Regions from separate parts of the Mus musculus genome. Here region 2 is linked to region 1. Evidence: chromatin contacts called from public HiChIP or PLAC-seq data. All regions are on one chromosome and are shown on one strand. The core of a region is the stretch at or near the end of the contact, and the rest is flanking DNA. Distances in the headings are between cores, read along the strand shown.

Region 1 (5,407 bases), core at 1,762-4,261:
TAGGACCTGTTTTCTTTCACCTTGTAAAATAAGCTAAAGACAGCATCTATTTTAGAAGAAAAGCTAAGCACATGTGATCAAAGTGTGCATAGCAATATGAAAAATAAGCACATATTTGAAATATTTTATAAATATGTAGAATCAAATCTCCCTTCTAGTATGTTTCTTTATAGCTTCTATTGCAGAGTCTGTGCCAAGCAGAACTGACTAACTTGCTACTGTTTCTGATAAATTTTGCATGTTGGTGTATTTCTCAACTAAAAAAGCAACATGTAATTATGCAAAATCTTTTCGATTCATAAAACAAGGAACATCTTTTATTTTGTTTCACAAGTCTGATGGCAATTCTCTTTCCTTTATAACACTGAGATGCAACAAAATCACTTGTAATGTGTTTTTCTTAATAGAATACATGTGCATTTGTTGAGGGCTGACCCTTACTTAAGTATGCACTTAGTAACTGTGTGTGTTGTAGGGCTTTGCATATTTTATGATCTCCCCTTACTGCTTTGAACTTAATATAGCAACTCTAAAAAGTTTAAGAACACATTTGAAAAAAAAAAACACATTTGAAACTCGTATACTTAAAGATCTGCATATCTCATCTTAATATTTCATCATAAGGTTTTGAATGTAGGAAAACATGCATTAGCTTTGTCATTATTGATTTTCCTCCTACTATCTAAAAAACTCACAAAGCTGTTAAATAGTAAAAAAGATTTGCAGAACTTATTTGTGAGGAATTACACTTCAACGAGAAGTTAATCTTTTGGAACAATTTTCAGGATCTCGATGTGTAGAACCAATTTATGAGAATAATGTGGTACTTTTCTTTTTATAAAGCAGCATTAGATCTCATTTTGACTGGTGTGCGGCAATCCTGTTCTTGTTACTATCATCACTTTTGTTTATAGATGAAGTAAGCGAGACTGGGACACACACTCCTTAGGTTTCTTTTTCCCTAGCAACACTTCCATGCTATACAATATTGCTGCCCTTTACTTTGTCTGTTATTGTCAAGACAACCATGGGTTTACATGTTGTCAAAGCTGTATACCAGTATCAGTTTCTTCCCTTTGAATGGCTTCATTGATTGTGTCCAGGCTTTTACTTTAAGATAAGTGATTGTAACTTAGCGCTTCTTCATACATGCCTACCACAACATATGAAGTAAAATATTTGTCTAGTTAATAGAGACAGTATACAGGGTGTAAGTAGAGATTATTACAAGGAGGAACCCATATTTGATTGTACATAAGATGTCATTTGTGGGACAGAGAGAACTATGATGGAGGCTGGAGTCGCATGATGCTTTGTTATGGAAGAGTGATGAGTGATGCAGGAGCAGCAGCGTCTCAGAAATTATAAGGAATCAAGGGCCCAGAACTAGTGCGGTAGGGTGCTGCTTTATAAGACATTGTATTGTGAAAATCAGGACGTTATACAATGATTTCTCATGAGTATTACTTTGAGGATGGGTAAAACAAAATAGTAAAATAAAATAAAATAAAATAAAATAAAACCAGTGTTGGTTACAGATCAAAAGAATGGTCTCTGGCTAAAGCTATTAAAAACCAACTTTCCATAATACCACACTGATAATTTCAATTAGAATCACAGCAAGAAAGTTTAAAGTAGGGATGCATCCTCAGCCCAATTCCATGACATGTTCATTTACTAACCCCTTTCTAGGTTTCCGGCTTAGGGCAGAAGGAACCTATTGAATGTTTGCTGTAAAGAGATCTTGAATAACACTCTCGTTTTGATCTTGTTGCTAGAGACAGAAACTTACCTAGAGACACCTCTGCTTTCTTTGATGGGTTTTCTCAGATCATTCCTTGTGATGTTTAACATAACACACGTGTAGAAGATGGGGCAGGAGTTTGAAGATATACTGGGATCTATTAAGGGCATGTAAGAATAATTTAAGAGGCTGTGGTACATCCATTGAAGTACTCCAATGAAGTCATTATCTGAAACTTTGAAAGAGTTGTTGGATGAAGAATGAATATAGAGTAAGCAATACAGGTAAAAGAGAGAGAGAGAGAGAGAAGAAGTGGGAGAAGAAGTGGAAGGGAAGAGGAGAAAGGGAAAGGGAGGAAGAAAGGAGGGAGGAAGAGAGGGAGAGGGAAAGGGAGACAGAGAGAGATAATTACGTCAGTTAGTTAAAGGAGGATAAAGTGGCCACTGACTTATACTCAGAGGGAACAGTGAGTTAGTTATAGCAGGAGATGAAGGGCATAGAAAGGAAGGAATGATGTGAGATGGGTGGTACTCACTTGAACTTAGCTCATGTGTACTACATGAACAATCTTCTCAAACTGAGACTTGCTTACCAATTACCCCTCCCCCCACAAACACACCCTGATCTATTGGATTCACCTGCAGATATTGTATTTGTTTGTTGTTTTTTTAGTTATCTGAGGTTAGCTCCAAAAGTTTGCCATGTGATTTTGTTGTTGTTGTTCCCAAAAGTCACATTTATAGTAATGCCATATTTGGGCTCAGGAACATAGAGCTGGGATATCTTTTCATTGTTGTTCGTTTTGGGCTCTTTTCCTCACAGGTTTAGATATCATAAGCAAATCTATTACTTTTCCTTGGTCAATGCTTAATAAACTCGCATGTACTGTTCACTGAGGTATCTTGTTAAAATGCAAGGTCTGATTAGGTTAACCTGGGTCTGTGTGTAAACTGTTGTATGTAACAAGTTCCCCCCGTGAAGCTCATTCTCCTGGTTGCGGATCCAGTCTGGTCTGTGGTTGGGAAATCTCTCTGCCATCATTTCCCCAGATATCACATGAATAAAAATAAGTAAATAAAGCACTTTGCCTACCGTGGAACAAAAGAAAATGTGAAGTGTTGGTAGTAGATTGACAGAGACAGGAAATGGAAAAGGCTTGAGTTTTAAGCTGAGTGTAATTTAAGCACATTTACAGAACTAGAGGAGTCAGGATGAAAGGGGGAAGTGAGACATTTCGCAACTGGGTACTCCCCAAAAGATGTTAATGCTTTGCTTTGTCAATCACTTCAGACACTTGGACAAGCATGGCACTCAGGGGATGTGGTTCAGTGAGTAGCTCACAGGAAGTAGTATTTTCACAGATGGTTGATCCATTGGCTAGAATAAAAAGTGGATTTTCCTGGCAGGTACTTCATAATTCCATAATTCTAAAAGAAAAGCATGATTGCTTTCAACGGCTGGCATACATTATTATGATTTTAGGATGCTTGGGTAATAGTTGTGGTTAATATGAATTGGCAAATTTGACAAGATCTAGAGTTACTTAGAAGGCCAAATTTTGGGTATGTGTGTAAGGGATGTTCTTTACTGGGTTAATTCAAGTGGGAAGACCCACTGTAAATGTGGGTGACATCATAACATGCACAGGTGTCTCAGTCTGAGTAAGGGAAAATCAGAGCTGGTCCCAGCTTCTCTTCTCCTCTGCTCTTGCTTCTGTCTGATTTGTGACTGTGGGTGTAATATGACTAGCAGAAGCACTCTTCTGCTGGCATACCTGTCTTTCCACAAAGGACTGTTTACCTTCAAACTCTAACCCAGAACAAACCCTGTCTTCCTTAAACAGTTTCTGTCAGCTTTTCCTCCACATTAGTGACAGAAATAATAAATGGACTTACTTTTCTTAAGCAATAACAAAATCATTATTGTTTTTCAGATAGGCTCCTAACACGAATGGTCGAGGATGGTCTTGAACTAGAGATCCTGCCAGTGTGTGCCACCATTCCTGTCTACTGGCTCCTAGTTTTATTATTACTTTGACATAAGACTTTAAATACTAAAAAAGTACGTTAGAAAACACTGTCTGTTTTCTTTACTACATGTCACTTTATTATGTTGCCTTTCAGGTCCTTTATTTTCCCTCTGAAAGTTTGAAGTACTCAATGTTGTAATCCAGACATTTTAAACTTTGATTTGCAATCATCTAAACTACAATTCAACAGAGAAATCTTTCTAAGATTGATTTTCTCTCACTGGGTCATTCATAAACATATTCATTACACACACACTCCACGAATATTCGATAATGCATCAATCACTGAGCTGTTTACATTAAGAGACACAATTGAAATTGAACAATATAATTCAATGAAATTACTGGTCTTTTTATTTATTCATCTAACCCCTAGCTGCTCAGTCACTGTAAACAGCTTCATTGAAAACAATTCACTTTTCTGTTCTTTCTGGATTGATCTTCTCAAATACATGATTGCTCTTAATTCAGATGAAATATTTCATTTCTTTAAGTACATGGAAAGGAATTAGAGCCAGCTGAATGCAATAAGGAACAAGGAAGGAAGACGCTCAGTAAGAGGAAATCAAACCTGTTTACAAGTCTGGGATCTAAACACTTGTGAGGTTTGTGGTTTTGGAAACTATATTCATATGTTAGAGGAGAAAATGATGAATGCTAGATAAACATGAGTTTTAAATGGCCTGGGTTGGATTCTTATTTCTCATTGCACCCTAAGTACCTCTTTCAAATTCCTCTGAATTTCAAAGAGTTTCAACTCAGGGCTTAAAAAAAAAAAGAAAAAGAAAAAGAAAAAAAATGTCATTTAAACACTGGGTCATTTCAACATTGGAGGGAGAAACAGATGAGGCAGAAAGATGGAAAATGTTTTCAACCATCAAGATGTGTCTGTTTTACTCAGAAGACAGGTATAGTGTGGAATATTCATAGTATTCATAAAAACAATTAGTGTGTACAGTCACTGGAGGCACATCAAATTATCATCCCATACAATGGTAAATTTTCCGTTCCTAAATCCCTAAATCAGTTTCTGTTTCCAGTTCCCCTTTCAGTAGGTGACACTGGGAATATGCTAAACACAGCCCTTGGGCAAATTAGAAACAGAAGCTGGGGAAAACATTAGGAGCCTTTTCTGGGTCTTATTTCATTTTAAACTGTTGTGTCTATTTAGAAGGTAAAGAACATTAATGTAAGTGTGTTTTAGAAACAGAAACCCATCAACTGAGAAAGTGCCATCCTGGAGTTCTGTTCCGATGGCCTTATATATTTATTTAGTTGCTAATGTTTTAAAGGAATGGACACAGCCAGGTGGAGACTCCTGAAGGTGGCAGTCATTTTGAATCACCAAAAACCCAAATGATGGTTCTTGGCTGTAGGAGCTTTTGAATGTGTTGGCTTTGAAAGTTTCATGACTGGAAAAAAAAGGAAGGCTGAAGGGAATTGGCATTTTAATTCCATGTGGCTGAGCTTTTTAGTTACGTTCAGACACTTCTATTTTTATTTCTTGAAGCTGGGCCCATGGCCAAGTAGGAAGCTGCGGAATTATTGCTCTTGCCCTCACATTTAGTACAATCTCCTATAATACTAAGGTTAGGTCAGCTTTTTCCCTGTCCTTGCATTAAACCTACAAATAG
Region 2 (5,407 bases), core at 750-3,249, 670 kb before region 1:
CCTTTGTCTTGGGATCTGTGTGTAGTGAGACAAAAGATCATGGCTAGGGGTAGACAGAAGATGCTCACCTCATGGTCCACAGTGGGTAGGAGAGAGTGAGAGAGTGAGAGAGAGAGAGAGAGAGAGAGAGAGAGAGAGAGAGACAGAGAGAGACAGAGAGAGACAGAGAGAGACAGAGAGAGACAGAGAGAGAGAGGAGGAGAGAGACACAGAGTCAGAGACAGAGAACAAGGGTGAGGCCAGACAGACCCTTCCAAGGTACATTCCCAGGATATTATTTCTTCCAGTCAAGCCTAATCTCCCAACAATCCATTCAGTTATGTCAGTTGATGTATTAATCCATTAATTATGTTCATGCCTTTACGACTGCCTTAGTTACGGTTTTATTGCTGTGAAGAGTTCTACATCTTGAGTTCTACATCTTGATCCTAAGCCAGACAGGAGAAGAATCTCTGTTCTGAACTGGGTAGAGCTTGAATATAGGATATCAAAACCTACCCACACAATGACCACACCTCTTCCAACAAGGCCACACCTCCTCCAACAAGGCCACACCTCCTCCAACAAGGCCACACCTCCTCCAACAAGGCCACACCTCCTCCAACAAGGCCACACCTCCTCCAACAAGGCCACATTCCTAATAGTGCCACTTCCCATGGACTAAGCATACTCAAACTGCCATAATGAAACAGTTATTTCCTAGGAGCTGGGCTCTGAACCTTGTATAGAGGACTGAGTCTTTCACACATGAACTCTTGTGGAGACATCTCATGTCTGGACTACAACACAATCTCCAAATTATTGCCATCAATCTATTTATGGTATCTAGACTGTCCACTTATGACTGGTTCAACTACCATGGCAGCAGTCTTAGAATCAATCCTCATGCTTCTAGGACAAAGCCCTCTAGGACATTCTCTATTCTGCTATTGGAAGAATTGTGCTAAAACAACAACCCGGTGTATTACTCATTGCCAGCAGGTAGACTGGATGATATGTAAGGATTGATATTGTTCATCAACTTAATGCCATCTAGAATCCCCAGGGAAACAACCTGGAGCACGTTAGTGAGGAGTTTTCTAGATTAGGCTAGTTGAGGTGGGAAAACCTACTCTAACTGTCAGACTGAATGAAAAGGAGAGAGTGAGTCGAGCAGCAGCATCATTTCTCTCTTCAGGCTTCGGCTACCATGACTTCTGCAGCATGAGCTTAAACTGTGAGCCAGAATAAGCCACTCATTCCTCAGGTTGGCTCTGTCAGGCCTCTTGTCCCAGAAGCATGTAGAATGACTAACACAGTATGTGACATTCTGTCACAGACCTATCTCTCTCTGTCTTCCCTTTGACCTCTGTGAATCAGCAATGCTCCACTTCTTTCCAGATGTCTAACCCCTCACTCACTTTCTGCCCATCCCCACTCCCTGCTGGGCTAGCTTCCTCTGTACGTGTAGACCCAGTTAAGTGGTTCTCCTTTATTTGCTCCAGAATCCCATGGGTCCCACACTTATCTTGTCCTCTCTGCTCAAGTATAAAAGCTCTTTGTTGCACATCATTTTACACTCAGAGCCTGAGACGCAGCATATGTTCAGCTAATCTTTGCTGGATAAATGAGGAGTGTATAATTGATCTATTTCCCAGGTAAAGAATCAGCGGTTAACTCACACCTCCGAGTGACGCAGGAAGTCTAATTCAGTATTGTTTCCAAGATATCATCTATCAGTGCTCACAGAGACCTTGCTGACATACACAATGGAATGGAACCTTTCTAGCACGAGATACCACTCTGCAGGCTTGTCTGTTTGTGACAGAAAAGCAGCACTCAGTAACTACCAGGGAACAAAGAATGCACGTGACTGATCCAGGAAGACGAAGACTGGAAATGGAGGGTGCACATTTCAGTTCTGTGTGGTCTTTTAGCGATCAGTTCCTCTCAGACTCTCTCTGTCTCCATAACATGAATGGGCATGGTGTTTAGTCTTCTGTTTAATGTACTTCCCCATATGCCACGCGTCACGTGTCACAGTGCTCTTTAAACTACTTCCTTGCATTGGCTTTGAGAGCGTTTGGTCCCAGCAGCATGTAGAATAACTAACATTGTGTGTGTGTGTGTGTGTGTGTGTGTGTGTGTGTGACATTCTTTCCTAAAGGACTGAGCAAGTGACCGCTGAGATGTATCGGGAAATATGTATACTCTGAAACTTGACCTAGGTATCCTAAATGACACGCTGGTCTCAGATATAGAAACTTCTACCATTCCACTGCTGGCTTCTAACCAGTAATCAAGATTCCATTTAATCCCTGCCTAAATATCCCTAGCTCATGTTATGGAAGAGCTGACACTAGGTGGAATGGATTTTGAATATATAAAGTAGTACGGGTGTCTCCCTCAGCCAGTTAGCCTAGTTTGAGTAAAGTAGGTATTTTACTGTAACTGTCTGAAGGAAATTTCCCAGCCTGTATCTTCTAATGGAGCAAGGACTCCAGGCTAGTCCAGTGCAGGGTCAGGTTCAAACACACAGACCAATCTTCCACTCACTCTGTTACCAGCAGGTCCTGATTGTGGTTATAGGTGACATCACTCATAAACACAGTCAAACTAGAGGCCAGTTAAATACCTGTGGCCTCACCTCATGCATAAAGACCTCAGCTGTAGTCAAGTTTTTCAACGGGGAAATTCTTAGAGAATGGAGCAACTAATTCCATTTGAGCTAGAGGTAGAAACAGTAGCTGAAAAGACACTGGAGAGAAAACCTGAGGTGAAGTTTAGGCAGAGGTGTCATGGTGACCTGAAAATATGAAGAAGCAGACACTGAGTTTGTAAATATTCAGAGGCCCCTCTTATATTTTCTGGTATAACGTAGTCTGGAATAAAGACTGGGTTAAAGGGAGAAGAGTAGTAGATGACAAGGTGACAAGGCTTACTTAACTGCAAATGCAAACTACAGCTTCTGAAGAGCTGTCTCTGGGTCCGCACCACGTTCTGATCCAGTTCCATGCTCAGAAATGTACAGGACTGGTTCTGACGCTTTGATTTAATTGCGAATCTGTGTTTATTTATGCTGAAGGTCCTTGCTCTCAAATGATTTTTGATCTATCAATAAAAATGCCAGTGGCGAGTGGCTGGCTGGAAAGAAAGAGGTAGGACTTCCAGGTTTCCACAGTCAAGGAGAGAGAGGGCAGGAAGAAGAGAATCAAGATACTTGGAGAGAGACGGAACAGACTCAGAGCTACAGGGGAGATCTTCTAAAATGTAGGCAAGGGAAAGAGGCCCATGAAAGGGGAGCCCAAGAGCATCTTGGGCAGCAAGACCAACTACACCGAGGGGAGATTTAGAGTCCTTGAGCTATGAGTAAAGGGAAGGGCACGATAGCTTCAGGAGGCTTAGAAGAGCCCAGCCACTGAGCCAGTAAGACAGGTTAAAAATGAGCTAATGTGTGCGTGTCCTTCATCCAAGGATCTGAAATAGTTCCTGGGCAGATGTACAGCTGCAACTCACTGGGAGCTCAAGGTGGTCTAGCCCAGACTACCCACTACACAGAAAGGTACGTCCTACGACACTGCCTGCTTTTCATTTCATCAGCTTTCTTCTCTAGAAATATTGTGATAACAACCACTTGTTATCATGTAATAGATAAACAAGACACCATAGGGCAGGAAACATGAAAAAATATTCTGACTCATTGGCTCTGGCCAGTGGTCTGGCTCGCAGATGGCTTGGTATCTTGGTCACTCTTCTCCACATTCATATAACATTCTCATCTGTATAGCACAGCTCTAATCATCAATTATAAAGCCCCTACATTTGGGTATATAAGAAAATATTGAACTTAGATTTCCATAGTTGGGTCCTATGGACCCCAAGAAAACTCTGTATGATCCTGAGGGTGAGTGGGAAACTCTTCAAAACTGTATGCAGTGGAAGTGTGTGTCATTGTTGTAGGAGAAAGTTCATAACTTTAACATTCCCAGAGCAACCTGTAACTACCCCAAGTTAAAGGTCACTAGTTTGTGAGCTCAGACTCCAGGATCAGAAGAAACTTGTCTGAAATCCAAGCTGTGCCTGTTTATTCTGCACTTGATGCTACACATGAAACAGTTCTGACACAATAGCACCTCCACCTAAGAGCAATGGGAACTCAGAAACAGCCCACAGAACATTTTTATCAGGCTCTCAATGGTGGTAGATATAATTGTACGATAATTAATGAAAGTAAATGATCAATTTTATTGTTAATTTCCCCCCATCCCCACCTTCTGGGTATCTACATTTAATAGGAGAAGTAGGGATCTTTGGAAAAGAATTATGAGATTAGAGAAAATTCTCAACAACCAGACATAATTTTCTCAACATAGAATTTTTACTTCCTAGCAAGTCAGAGGAGAAAATACTACAAAATGGCTACTCATATTTTACACCATTTATAAAGTAGTCATGAGCTAAAATGATTTATTTTGTATTGATGAGCATAATTTTACATACTATCATGACCATTAATAAAAATTAGATAAACTTTAAAAGCTTGAAGGCGAGTGAGATTGAAATGACTGCTGTCTTCACTGGATTTGAAGAACTGTTACCACTTAAAACACAGACGTTTAATACCAAGTAGTTCATTATGGAGGGATGGCTGAGAAGTCAAGCGAATTGACTAGGGTTTTATAAACATTTCAACATGGCTGCTGTTGATATTTTTAAATGCCTACTAGCAATCATTATAAGGCACATATAATTTTTTTACATTAGAGGCTAATTTGCGTAGTTTGGGAAGCATGTGATTCCCAGCAAGCCAACCGTCTGCCTAGCTGGTTTAGAATCAGGACAGGCACAATTTAGTCTGCTTTACTGAAACTGGTAGGGTGGAGATGATGGCGATGCTCTGCATCCAAACAGAGGAGAAATGCATGCAATTTTTTCTCTCAACTTCAACTAAATAAGCCACAGCACAGCCAGACTTCTCTAGACTACGCCCAGACTCTGGAGTGGTGGATGGTAGAGGCACATGATCAACTCTGACCAACCATCCAGACAGTTCTAATAGGCCAGCCCTGATGTTGCCTCTGTGGTAGGGAAAAGAAATCCTCTAAATTCCTGTTGAGAGAACATCGACTCTTAATTTGACAGGTGGTTAGTCAGGTGTATGTGAATAATCACCACACAGGGAACGACTTCAGCAAAACAAAACCCAGCCCAATTCATGAATGCCAAAAATGCCTTGTTTCCAAAATAATGATGGGCAGCTTGCCTTTCTGAGGACTAAAAGCACAAGGTTGTTATTTTCCTGTACTGCCCAGCAGTCTTTTTGCACTGACAGGAAAGCGAAGCTGGAGTCTTTTTTGGCTTCCACCCAGGCTAGCTTTGAACATGCAGAGATCCATCTGTTTCAGCCTACTGAGTACTAACACTCTGG

The links. HiChIP or PLAC-seq counts read pairs in DNA pulled down with a chosen protein or histone mark.
Region 2: a contact with region 1 is called in an H3K27ac HiChIP or PLAC-seq map of microglia, with 7 times the contacts expected there. The contact joins two enhancer-like sites. A contact is called at or near these places in 1 of 484 Hi-C or Micro-C datasets (bone marrow-derived macrophages), 2 of 115 datasets of contacts at active chromatin or transcription factors (both in microglia) and 1 of 9 other capture datasets (embryonic stem cells).

Annotation. Positions count from the first base shown.
Region 1 is chr10:16,994,590-16,999,996 of GRCm38.p6, reverse strand. All of the region lies in intron 1 of Gm20125 (predicted gene, 20125), which reads left to right. Among named protein-coding and RNA genes, the nearest start is that of Gm20125, 98 kb to the left of the region's middle. Within about 2 kb of position 3,011, at least 57 of the 459 cell types and tissues checked have an H3K27ac peak or open chromatin away from gene starts, as enhancers often do. A contact at or near this core is called in bone marrow-derived macrophages and microglia, where this site is marked.
Region 2 is chr10:17,666,178-17,671,584 of GRCm38.p6, reverse strand. It overlaps Gm32543 (a long non-coding RNA gene), which reads left to right. Exons shown (of 4, transcript XR_001779719.1): 2 at 3,454-3,541. All of the region lies in intron 2 of Gm32656 (a long non-coding RNA gene), which reads right to left. Among named protein-coding and RNA genes, the nearest start is that of Gm32656, 9.1 kb to the right of the region's middle. Within about 2 kb of position 1,999, at least 32 of the 459 cell types and tissues checked have an H3K27ac peak or open chromatin away from gene starts, as enhancers often do. A contact at or near this core is called in bone marrow-derived macrophages and microglia, where this site is marked.